Regions from separate parts of the Mus musculus genome. Here region 2 is linked to region 1. Evidence: chromatin contacts called from public HiChIP or PLAC-seq data. All regions are on one chromosome and are shown on one strand. The core of a region is the stretch at or near the end of the contact, and the rest is flanking DNA. Distances in the headings are between cores, read along the strand shown.

The links. HiChIP or PLAC-seq counts read pairs in DNA pulled down with a chosen protein or histone mark.
Region 2: a PDX1 HiChIP or PLAC-seq map of a beta-TC-6 cell line shows a contact between it and region 1, with 5 times the contacts expected there. The contact joins two enhancer-like sites. A contact is called at or near these places in 1 of 484 Hi-C or Micro-C datasets (liver) and 2 of 115 datasets of contacts at active chromatin or transcription factors (a beta-TC-6 cell line and double positive thymocytes).

Annotation. Positions count from the first base shown.
Region 1 is chr12:15,845,884-15,851,910 of GRCm38.p6, reverse strand. All of the region lies in intron 2 of Gm5432 (a long non-coding RNA gene), which reads right to left. Among named protein-coding and RNA genes, the nearest start is that of Gm5432, 32 kb to the right of the region's middle. Within about 2 kb of position 1,265, at least 73 of the 459 cell types and tissues checked have an H3K27ac peak or open chromatin away from gene starts, as enhancers often do.
Region 2 is chr12:16,036,889-16,043,538 of GRCm38.p6, reverse strand. No RefSeq gene overlaps it. Among named protein-coding and RNA genes, the nearest start is that of Gm36235, 25 kb to the right of the region's middle. Within about 2 kb of position 2,143, at least 24 of the 459 cell types and tissues checked have an H3K27ac peak or open chromatin away from gene starts, as enhancers often do.

The sequences.
Region 1 (6,027 bases), core at 16-2,515:
TTATGAATAACCACATAGTGGGTTCTCTAGTGGGTGGGCGATTAGTGCGTTGAGTACTAAGTTACCTGGAGGTTCCAGACCTACTAAGTGCATCCTCACTCACAAACATGAACCCATGTGCAAGCTGCCTAGCTTTGCTCCACCAGTCCCTTGCTCTACCACCAGGTTCCTTATGACTTGTGCCTCTCTCCAAAGCCTGAAGGCACCTGAGCAAGGCTTTGCCTCAGCACATCTAAAGTATGGTGGCCTGGGTGGATCTTATTTACTTTGTAATTTCCCTGATCACCTCTTTCACCACTCAGAGAGTATAATTCTCTGGTATGGCCCAAGTGTGATTTCTGAAATAATAAGCATAGTCACAATCATATACAAAATAAAAAGAAACAAATTCCTTATCGAAAACAACTGAGCATCCACCTCACATATTGTGACCCATGGTGACCTGGAACTGTCCTTCCCTAGAAGCCATCCTAATCTCTCCCATTATGTACTGCAAATACTGAGGTACCTGACCTGTTCAAGCCTGTTTCTTTCAGAGGCTTCTTCCTACTCAGGTCCTTTGGTCCCCCTGGACTTCTGGTGCAGAAAGTTTTCTGTTGCACTAACCAACTTGGACACTGTTTTTCTACAACTAGTTCATGAATCAATCTCCTCTCTTTGTCTCTCTGTCTGTCCCTGTCTCTCTTTGTCTCTCTGTCTCTCTCTCCTCTCTCTGGTTCTCCTCCTTACCAAGTGGCTATTCAGTTCTCTTCTATAAAATAATGACATATTGCACATAAACTATGCACAAATCCCCCCTGTATGCCTCAAATCATTAAGCCCAATCCTGTACAAATGCTGCAAATGCTTTAAAAGTGATTGTTATATTGTTTAAAAAAATAAGAAGAACATGGTCTATACATGTTCAGTGCAGAAGAAACCCCCCCCCCCCCCAAATCTTGTGTGCTGGTAAATCTGCAGCTTCCAACTGTGAATTGTGAGGGCCAACTGTATTTGTGTTGTATCTCTGCCCCACTCTTCTGCATTCCTGAGACCTGTAAGCATGCCTCACTCCCACATGGACTGCCAGTACTCAGCCCAGCATCTGCACATACTAGGTGCTTAGCGAGTGTTTGTTTATTGAATGAGTGAGTCATGCTAACTGCCACTTACTAGGGTTTTCGAGTGTGTATTGCAGTTTAAACAGCCAGTGGTACAGGGACAGAGGGAAAGGGTGAAGAAAGACCATGCAGACGTCAGAGCTGGTCCAGTGAACGTGAGCGCCTGCCAGTGCTGGCTCAGCTCTAAATGAGTTACTGCTCTCTCAGCGCCTGCCATGGGAAGCCAGCTGCTCAGGGAGCACTGTGGTTTTGTATTCAGACAGAAGGGGACAAGCTCATGCATACATCTGGATACGGAGACAGGCCAGCTTCACCCTCTCTAACTAAGTGAACACCACGGCCTTGACAGAACTAGCTGGAATTCTAATCACTAGGGCTGGCATAATAGACAGGTGAGTCTGGGACTCTCAGAGGGGCAGGTTGAGCTACTTCCTCTGGAATACAAGCCTCTTTTCCAAATAGACCATATCCTGAAAGTATAAAATGCCTTCCTTCCTATTTACTCAAGCCTTGGCCCTAAGAGGGCTCTCCATCTCTGTCTCTATTCTGAGCTCTGAACTCATTGCCAGCACTTCTGCTGAAGCCATTTGGACAAGGAGAGGGCCACGCAGGAGGAGAGCTGGCTTCCAGGCAGTTCCTGAGAAGGTCCTCCTTGCCTGGGCCCCAGGAGGCTAATAGAATGGTCGAGAACAGGCATTGAGCCAGTCATGTCTCCTGTCCACTTTGCTCCATCTCCTGACATACACCCAGCATTCCTGCATGTGGTGACAGCTTGAAACAACACCCCTGTCCCCACATTCTGCCTCTGGAATCATTCCAGGCAGTCTCCGGTGTGCCTGCCTGCATGACTCTTGCTTCTATCCAGCTTTCTTTCCAGGTTTCACAATCCCTTTTGGCTTCATCCCCTTTTGGCTCCAATTCTTAGTGAACTCCTGTGGGTCAGCAACTTGAGTTCAGATTAGCAGGCTCAGCTTCTACCTTCAGTAGCCACCACCTACTCCCTTCCTGGATGCTTATACCTACTTAGCCTCAGCCCTGGGCTTCTAATCCCGACACAGGATCACATCTACCAGTCTCTGTCTGTGGGCTTCATACACTGAGAGCACAGTTGGAGAATGGAGGGTCAGACATGTCATAGCCAGAGACTAGCTTTTCTTCTTCTTTTGGTTGTCTTTGTCTCTTTCTTTCTCTCTTTCTTTCTCTCTTTCTCTCTCTCTTTCTTTCTCTCTCTCTCTCTCTTTCTTTCTTTCTTTCTTTCTTTCTTTCCTTCCTTCCTTCCTTCCTTCCTTCCTCCCTTCCTTCCTTCCTTCCTTCCTTCCTTTCTTCCTCTCAGACACTGGTGCAAAAAAAAAAAATTAGGTTTCCCTAAGTTCTCAGTCTTATAAATAAATAAATAAATATTGTTTATTAATAAATTATTTTATTTAAGACATCTTATTTTATCATTTTTATTATTAAATTATTTATTGTTAATAAAACATTAAATTATTAAAATATTATTTTATTATATCATTGAATTTAAATTGTTTAAATAAATACTTTATTATTAATAAATTAGTAAAAGAATGTTAGAATGGACTCAAATTCAAGAACAATTTTATTATAGTCTAAAAGCCCTAGGAGATACAAGATGTAAGCTTCAGCTGCTGGCCAGAGGAGGATAATAGAGGAGAGGAGGTAAGTAGCCATCCTGGTAGGCTGACATAGAGGTCAGCAGACGGCAGGCATAGCCACAGGACAGAGGGAAGAGCAAGGAAGCCAAACTGTTGATGGATCAGGGAACTCCAACTGGTAAGGGAAGCATGCTTAGAAAGGACATAGAAGGGCAAAAAAGAAAAGTGAAAAGTCTCACTTTTCTGAAAAGTGAATAGACTCAACACCCTCCATCCCTGAACAGCCCATAAGTTTCTGCACTGGGGGAGGGAGGAATGAATCTCAGAATGAAAAAATACTATATGTCATTAAAGAACAAATTATTCCACCAGTCTCTTTAGCTTGGCTTAAGGTGAATTCATCCAGGAGTAGTTCCTTAGCCAGAGTGATTGATGTGGCCCAGCTGGAATGTTAGAGCTCTAGCCAAGCCAGGAAGCCAGGAATTCCATTACCTTGACCAGATAGTGGCAGGAAGTGGTGGTGGTGGTGGTGGTGGTGGCGGCGGCAGCGGCAGCGGTGGTGGTGGTGGTGATGGTTGTGGTGGTGGTGGTGGTGGTGGTGATGGTGGTAGTGGTGGTGGAGACAGGGTCTCACTCTGTAGACCTGGTTGGCCTAAAGCCAAGATGGCTTCTAATTCAGATATCCTTCTGCCTGTGCCTCCCCAGTACTGGGGTTAAAAGTGGGCAATACAGCACTGGATGCCATGGTCAGAGATGCTATAACCAGCCTTTTTTTTTTAGCTGTTTGTAGGTCTCTTGTGCCAGGATGGTTGATTTTACCCCCACATTCCTTCCTGTGTTTTTTTCTTTTTCTGTTCATTTCTGTTTAGCCCTATTTTTTTTTTAAGTTTTCAAACCCTAGGTAGGAAGGATGGGAAAGTGTAACTAGAATGAGTGAAAGCCTTGATCTTTGAGGCAGAGCTTGTCTGCACCAGTGAAGCACATTCTGTTCCGTGTGAGCGTCTGAGAGAGGAAATAATGTAAATGATTTCATATTCTTCAAATGATCGGTTCATGGAACTGGACTATTTAAACACATGCTGGGAACACAGAGGCAGAATGAGAACATGCTAGAGGTTTCCTATTCTAATATTTACATGTGAACGATAGGCGTATAAAATCCAGTGCTAAAACTCAAGCGTGAGTTATGCATGAGAGTGTGCCAACGACAACATCTTTCACTCAATAAGGAATTCATTTATGAAGCACCTACAACATTCACGAAAGGACAGAGTAGCAAAGTGACTATGGAAATGGACTTTGGATGAAAACAGTCCAGGGTTCAAGGGCTATTTCTGTCATGCTTTACTAAATCACTGTAGATAATTTTGTGTTAGGTTCCATTTGCCTAGAAAATGTGTCTAGCACTACAGTCATGTGTCAAATATTTTGAAAAGTGCACCAGTAGGTGATATTTGTAATTATGAGAGCACACAGGAGTCTATTTACACAAGCTAAAGTAGGTGCAATGTCTCTAGGTAACATTATCTTGTGGGTTTGCCATGCATGCATGCATGTGTCCATCCCTACCAAAATGTTGTTATGTAGTGCATGGCTGTATCTACCTCAGATATCGTACAGAACATTTCCCATAGCAGAGCTCCACTTTGTCACCTCTACTTGTGTGTGATTTCACATTCTCAGTACCATGAGTAGATGGCTCGTATATGTATATTTAGGTGTTAGTTCATAAACACAGTGATCACACTGCATTGGAAGCCTGATCAAATGTTCACAATCAATGTGATAGCATTCACAGTGAAAAATGTGCATGGTGCAGTCACAGATGAGTCTATAGCCAAGTTATGCAAAGGAACCCAGGCTAACACTGCCTAAAGTATCTAGGTACATTCTGTGTTTGATTTTAAATTAATTTTTGGTGGTTACACATTAGAAATGTTTTGCTGTTACCAAATTTTTATTATGTGAAATTTATTCTCTTTGCAGTTCTGTGAGCTAGAAGTTCAAGGATAAGATATTGGCATGGCATGGCTCCTTCCAGAGTCTCTCATAGTATGTCTTTCTGGCCTTGATCAGCTTCTGCTGGACCTGTGGGCTTGGGCAACACCGTTCCAATCTCCCCTCTGTCTCCATTTGAAGCCTTACCAGGATATCCTACAAAGTGGTTCTCAACCTGTGGGTAGAAACCCCTTTGGGTGTCACATATCCAATATCCTGCATATTAGTTATTTACATTATGATTCATAGAAGTAGCAAAATTAGCTATAAAGTAGCAATGTTAATAATTTTATGGTTGGGGTCACCACAGCATGAGGAACTGTATTAAAGAGTCACAGCATTAGGAAGGTTAAGAACCATTGGCCTATTGCAATTGTTTGTCTCAACTGTCCCTTCCAGGCAATGTAAGCTTTTCTTTCTGTTTTGTGCCTCGGGATTCTTCCATCCTCTACCATTCCACTGCTCAACTGCAAAGCTGCCTCTGAGCTTGTTGCTGAGAACCCCAGTCTCTGTCTCAGAACCTATCTCAGCTAGAGTTGTCCAAGGCATTAGGTATTTTCTGGGATCCATGACAACACATCAGGACCGAAAGTGGCTTAAGAAGGAAGGCATTTGTTACAATTCCAGAGACCTAAAGCCCATCATGGTGGGGAAGGCATGGCAACAGCATAGCAGTAGAAACAGTAAGCTGGCTCAGCACATGTTCATCTGCACACAGAAAACAGAGAGAGAGAGAGAGAGAGAGAGAGAGAGAGAGAGAGAGAGAGAGAGAGAGAGAGAGAGAACAGGAAGTGGAGGTTAGTCTATGAGGTGTTAGTCTGCTTTCAGAGCATACTGTTCCTAGCAAGCCCCCACTCCTAAAGGTTCCATAACCTCCCTCAAACAATGCCACTGACCAGGGCTATCAGGGACAGTTCTTATTCAAACCTCAGCACTACAAGAAACAGAACTGGTAGCAATGTTTGTGTCCCAGTGTAGTGGTTTGAATAAGAATGGCTCTAAAGGCTCATATTTGAACACTTGGTCCCCAGTTGGTGGAACTGTTTGGAGAGGGTTGGAGGCATTGATGGGTGATGCATGGAGCCATGGAAAGCTTTGGAGACCTTAGGGCCTTACTTTAATTCATTTTGCTCCCTCTGGTTTGTGCTTGTGTTCAGTGTGAGTGCTTAACATCTTGCTCCAGCCCCTATGACTGCTGCTTCCATCCTTCCATCATGGAGTCTAACCCTCTGGACCCCAAGACAAAAGAAATGGTTTCTCTGATAAGCTACATTGGTTTTGGTACTCTATTGCAGTAATAGGAAAGTAACTAAGAC
Region 2 (6,650 bases), core at 894-3,393, 190 kb before region 1:
CTACTAATGGTTGAATTACTTATATAAAATATTAATTTAAATTGCACAGCGAAGCAAGATGCTTTGATGTGGTGGTAAATGCAGACCACAGTAGATGGACAATAACAGGAAAACCTAGTGGATTCCATGTCATACAGATTGGAGTTGAGTCCCAGGTGTAGAACCTGTGCAGGAGACTTTCAAGAGGTCTGGAAACTTTTTTAGGATACACACTTCACTGTAAAGTACAAGGGAGCTGTTGATTGCTCTAGGGGGATTTTTATATAAATAATTTTTTAAATTTCACTTTTATTTTACTAGTGAGTATAAGTGTACTTGGGTGCCGTGAAAGTCCCAAAATGGCATCCGACTCTTTGGAACTGGATTTCAGGAGGCTGTGAGCAGCCCTCTAGGGTACTAGGAACGGAACTTGGGTCAGCTGGAAGAGTAACACTGCTGAGCCCTCTCCCAAGCCCCTTAGACAGCAACTCAGCCAGTAATTGAGAGATCTAGTTTCTAATCAAAGAGGATGCCTCCCTCAGCCCATGGTGCCTTCTTCATTTTGTCCCACAGGTTAAACCACTTATCACTGAGAAGGAACCCTGGAAGGGAGCAGCCAAGCAGAGAAACTCCCTGTTAGAAGAATCAGGACAACAGAAATTTTTAATTTTTTTCCAATTTCTTGTAATGTTGTGTATTTTATTCAGCAGAAAAATCCATGTTGGGAAGCAATCCCCACACTTTTAGCAGGCTCAGCTGTCTGAAGAGTAAATAGAGGGATGTACCAGAGGTATTTATTTGGCTCTTGTCTCAGCAGCAAGGAGCTGCTGCTACCTCCAAACAGAGAGAGCAGAAGGCACAGTGGAAGTCCTAGCAGTCTATTTACTGTTCATTTCTCCCTGCCCAAGCTATTGCAACATGACATAGCCTCATGCATTCCTACACTTTGGGGATCTTTCTGAGCTACTGTCAAGAGCCTTGTCTTTTCCTGCAAGGTTGATAGGCACATACAAGGATAAAGAGAGATTCTAGTTACTCAATACTTGTTTTGCTTAGTCTATTAAAAAAAATTGCACCATATCCCATTTGATGATTGTGCAATGCAGGGTGGATACCTAAACTGGAAGTTAAGTAACTCTGAGCTCTAGGCACCTTTACAATTGAGACATCTATTTATATTCAAGTGGAAAATATTCCGTTGTTCTTGATTTAAAAAAAATGGGTAGAAAGCCAATGAAAATAGATTTGACTATTCTTTGCATATAGGGAATGCTCACTGGAAAATTTTCATTCTGCTCTTCTCAGGTGAGGAAAATAGAGTACGGATTGTTAAGGATCTAGAGCCCCAAGAAAATTATTAATCCACCTGGGATCTTCTATTGGTAGCACCAGTAATGAAAATGCTTAGTGTGGGCTCAAATCTCAATTCTGACATTCTCTGGTTCGATGAATTGGAGGAAATGACTTAACTCTCCTGAATGTGGTTTCCTTCATGGGAACTGAAGTACTGACTTCAGGAACTACCATAGAGTAGCTGTAAAGGGCTGAGGCCAGGGCACATGATAGGTGGTTCGGACACATCCCTATACATTGCTTTCCATCTATTTCCTACCCTTGTCTTTCTGCTTACTTACTTTATACTTGTGTGTTGAACCTTCTTGCACCCCAGCACCCTGAGAAGACCCAAAACAGAAGCTGCATGTGCTGTGTAGAGCACTAGAAGCATGCAGGCAGCGCTACAGTGAAGATGAGACAGATCCTGGTGAACACAGGGCATGGGGTATGCTCATGGTGTCTTCAGAGAGTGAGGAAGAAGAAGCTCTTCAAAGCTTGATGATCCCATCAATTGTCCTTGAACAGGGTCTCTATGTAATGACACGTGGTGGAAAAGGTTCCATGCTTAGGAACGGGAGCCCTGTCCCTGACAATAAAGCCACCACTTCAGTGGGGTTATACAGGTGTTTATCTACTTAGCACTTATCCACCTCTGGGCTTGAATTGACCCCTTATAAGTCTTCACTTTCTTGACTTACAAATATGAATGACATCCTCTGATCCTTGGTCTTGTGTTCCAAGGGACAGATGGGCAGGGAAGGGGAACAGGGTGAGGCCACGGAAGCTGATTAGAGTGCAGTTTGTCATGCGTGAAATCCTCTGTAAATGTGAGGCTGTTCAGCTGCATCATCACATGCTCAGCATAAAGGAAGTAGGTTTGAGCCATGTGTCGTGCAGACTCCATATGGGCTCTCCAAATGAGACAGGAGCTGCTTTGTGTTTACATGAAAGAACGAAAAAAACTTGATGTCCATCCTGGGGGTCCCTGTGAATATCCAGAGCACATGGCCCAGCTGCAAATTCCACCCTCATCCAGTCCTGTGCTTGTCATCCAACTGTACTTGGCACAGAAAGTACACACACACACACACACAGCACACACACACACACACACACACACACACACACACACATACACACACACACACACACACACACACACACACACACACACACATCTCAAAGGGCAATGTACACACAGCACACTTTCCACAAGAAAATAGATGGAAACGAAGCCGAATTTATCATACACATCCAAGTCACAAGCATGATTCCTACTGGATGATCTCCTCTTTTTCTAAAGCTAGCTCTGAGACAAGGGCAACTGTTAAAGTTATTGTTATGGGACAAAAGAGATCTAGGAGGAAGCCTTCATGAGGATAATCCTGACCTCTTGAAATGGGACTCTCTGGTATTCCTCAGTACTGGGTGGCATTGAAAGTCAGCATGGTGTTGGTGCTTCTAGGAACAAGCGTGGGCTAGTGAGCTCACCAGGATCCACTGGATAGGCCCATGCCTGTGGCCATGTAGCTATCCCTGGTAGAACTCAACAGGCCATTAAAACAAAACAAACCGATGTAATCCCAGGGGAAAAGGATGCCGACAGGGCTGAGATGGAATTGGGGGGAGCATAATCAGAAGGCTTATACATGTGTGTGAAATTTTCAAAGAACAAATCTAATAAAATTGTAATATATATGTATACACACATTGTATATGTACACATATACATGTTATATATACATATTATATATATAGGTATATATAATCCAGTTATAGTTCAAGTGTATAAAATCCAGTCACAGAGCACATGATAGGAATGAGGATCTACTCTAACAGACTGGAAGAGGAGTGGAAACTTACCTACAGGACAGAGCAAGTCTATACATATACATATTATGGAGTGGGGACAGAACAAGTACCTTGCATTGAAAATGGAAAAATGTAACCTGCCTAACTTATTCCACTTTTATATATGAAGGAAGGTTCTGATTATAGTACTAATCACTTTTATTTTTCCAGTGAAGAGTATTAGGCTCTACTGTTCATGACTTAGCCATTCATAAATGCTAAGGAGATGTTTGCTTTTTTTTCTCTCTACCATTAATTTATTTAGTGAATTTTTAAAATCTATCAGTGAGTTTCCTTTATATTTATTTTTTTTTCTTTCCATTTTTTATTAGGTATTTAGCTCATTTACATTTCCAATGCTATACCAAAAGTCCCCCATACCCACCCACCCCCACTCCCCTACCCGCCCACTCCCCCTTTTTGGCCCTGGCGTTCCCCTGTTCTGGGGCATATAAAGTTTGTGTGTCCAATGGGCCTCTCTTTCCAGTGATGGCCGACTAGGCCATCCTTTGATACATATGCAGCTAGAGTCAAGAGCTCCGGGGTACTGGTTAGTTCATAATGTTGTTCCACCTATAGGGTTGCGGATCCCTTTAGCTCCTTGGGTACTTTCTCTAGCTCCTCCATTGGGAGCCCTGTGATCCATCCATTAGCTGACTGTGGGTATCCACTTCTGTGTTTGCTAGGCCCCGGCATAGTCTCACAAGAGACAGCTACATCTGGGTCCTTTCGATAAAATCTTGCTAGTGTATGCAATGGCGTCAGCGTTTGGATGCTGATTATGGGGTGGATCCCTGGATAAGGCAGTCTCTACATGGTCCATCCTTTCATCTCAGCTCCAAACTTTGTCTCTGTAACTCCTTCCAAGGGTGTTTTGTTCCCACTTCTAAGGAGGGGTATAGTGTCCACACTTCAGTCTTCATTTTTCTTGAGTTTCATGTGTTTAGGAAATTGTATCTTATATCTTGGGTATCCTAGGTTTTGGGCTAATATCCACTTATCAGTGAGTACATATTGTGTGAGTTCCTTTGTGAATGTGTTACCCTGAGATTCCACCTCACACCAGTCAGAATGTCTAAGATCAAAAATTCAGGTGACAGCAGATGCTGGCGAGGATGTGGAGAAAGAGGAACACTCCTCCATTGTTGGTGGGATTGCAGGCTTGTACAACCACTCTGGAAATCAGTCTGGCGGTTCCTCAGAAAATTGGACATAGTACTACCGGAGGATCCAGCAATACCTCTCCTGGGCATATATCCAGAAGATGCCCCAACTGGTAAGAAGGACACATGCTCCACTATGTTCATAGAAGCCTTATTTATAATAGCCAGAAGCTGGAAAGAACCCAGATGCCCCTCAACAGAGGAATGGATACAGAAAATGTGGTACATCTACACAATGGAGTACTTACTACTCAGCTATTAAAAAGAATGAATTTATGAAATTCCTAGCCAAATGGATGGACCTGGAGGGCATCATCCTTTATATTTATTATTACCTTGGCCCTCATCACTCTGCTTTGTCCATTAGGTTGCCTTCATGTGGATTTTTGTATTCTTTTGACACTCAGTCATGTGTGTGTGTGTGTGTGTGTTGTATGTGTGCATGTACGTGTGTATGTATATATGCACTTGTGTGTATGTGTGTTGAGTATTTATCTATCTTCTATTATCACAGACTGCACTCAGCTCATTTTTCATTTTCCCTCCTCCATTTCCACCCTCACTCATTCCTCTAAGTAAGTCTAATGTATTGAGATCTCCTACTAAGGACTAAAATTTATATTTATTCAACTAGGATACTATTATTTCTGTGCCTTCTCTGCTGACAGAGCAAAGAAGTAAATATAAACATGTAAGCATGTGCTTACATAAACATATCTCTAAATATTTCAACATTAAACAACTGTCGATCTTAAATTAAGAGTGAGTTTGTCCTGGTGCCTACCACTGAATCTATTGTTCTATGTTTTATTCTAGTCCTTCACTTAGCTTGTGTGTGCATGCCCACTGCAACGGACATGACCTGGCTCCTACCACCCACACTTCATCTACTAACTGTTCAGTTTGTTTATGTTATATACATTTTTACACATACGTTTGCGTGAATGTGTGTGTGTGCACAGTGCGCGCGTGCACACACACACACACACACACACACACACACACACACACACACTTGAATTAGTAACAGGTAACTTCATTGATACACTCTATTAATGAGAGCACAGTCCTTCTGCATTTAGCTCTGACTCGTAGGCCACAGTTTCTACTCATCTCCCTGCCTATTAGGGTAGACCCTCATACCCACCAAGTCCTCTGTGACTGTATTTTAAACACTTGAACTATAACTGGGTTATTTTGTTACTGACTGTATCTCACGGTGGAATTCATAATGCTGAATGAACCTCCCTACACAACTTAACAATTGCATATCTCATTTCATTCGTTTTGCTGTAAATGTTGATGGGTTTTGACAAAGTCAGTGTCATATACCTACCAGTATCTTGCAATACAGAATAAGTTCAACATGTCCTGAGCTCTAAAACACGGAACCCCCACAATTCTTGCATGCTCAGTCCACCCATTCTGTATTCAAGTCACTATTCTTCCAACAACAACATTTTATAGAGCTGTTTATTCATTCATTGGAGCTGAAATTTTAAATTGCTTCTACTGAGACAAAGATATTATTCCCAGTGTTAGAAAGTATGGAGAACCCTTTCCATACTAAGAAAAGTTAGCAATTTTGAACATGCTAATAATTACTAAGGCTTACTCATTAGTATGGATCATAGGATGAACATTTAATTAAAAATTAAAATTCTTAGGGATGTTAGGTTATGCGTCTTGATGCAATTGAGATGCTTTCTTAAACACTTGCAGGTCAAAAAAGTAGTTGTAACAGATAATGCATGCAAAGAATTGTCACTATTTCTGTACAACTTATTTAACTCTTTAAGAAAACGCATGAAGTCTTCTATAGGTATAGTCTTGAATTCTGAGCCTTTATGCAAGGTTAATTTAAAAACTACAACCTCGTTCACTTATCAGATTACTATACAGTTGTTTACTACGAAAGGAATGCATCAACTGAAGCAAATCTTTTTTAAAATTACATGTATTTATTTATTTACTATTTACTGTCCTGTTGATTGATTGGTTTTGTGTGTGTGTGTGTGTGTGTGTGTGTGTGTATGTGCACACGCGCGTGCGCTTGCGTGCGCTCATGCACATGCAAACAGAAGCAGAATACAATCTATGAGAGTCAGTTATCTCCTTCCATCATGTGGTCCTGAGGATGGATTCAGGTTGTCAGTCTTGGTGGCAAATGCCTTCACTCACTGAACTGTTAACTCTCAAATTCTAGCAAAAGAATTTTGGCCTAAGAGTTTTATTCTGTTGTTCTGAAAGTTTTCAGAGCTGTAGAGGGTCATAAAAAGAACAGTGCTTGTGATAGCAATATTATAGCCCTTTCTCATGAAG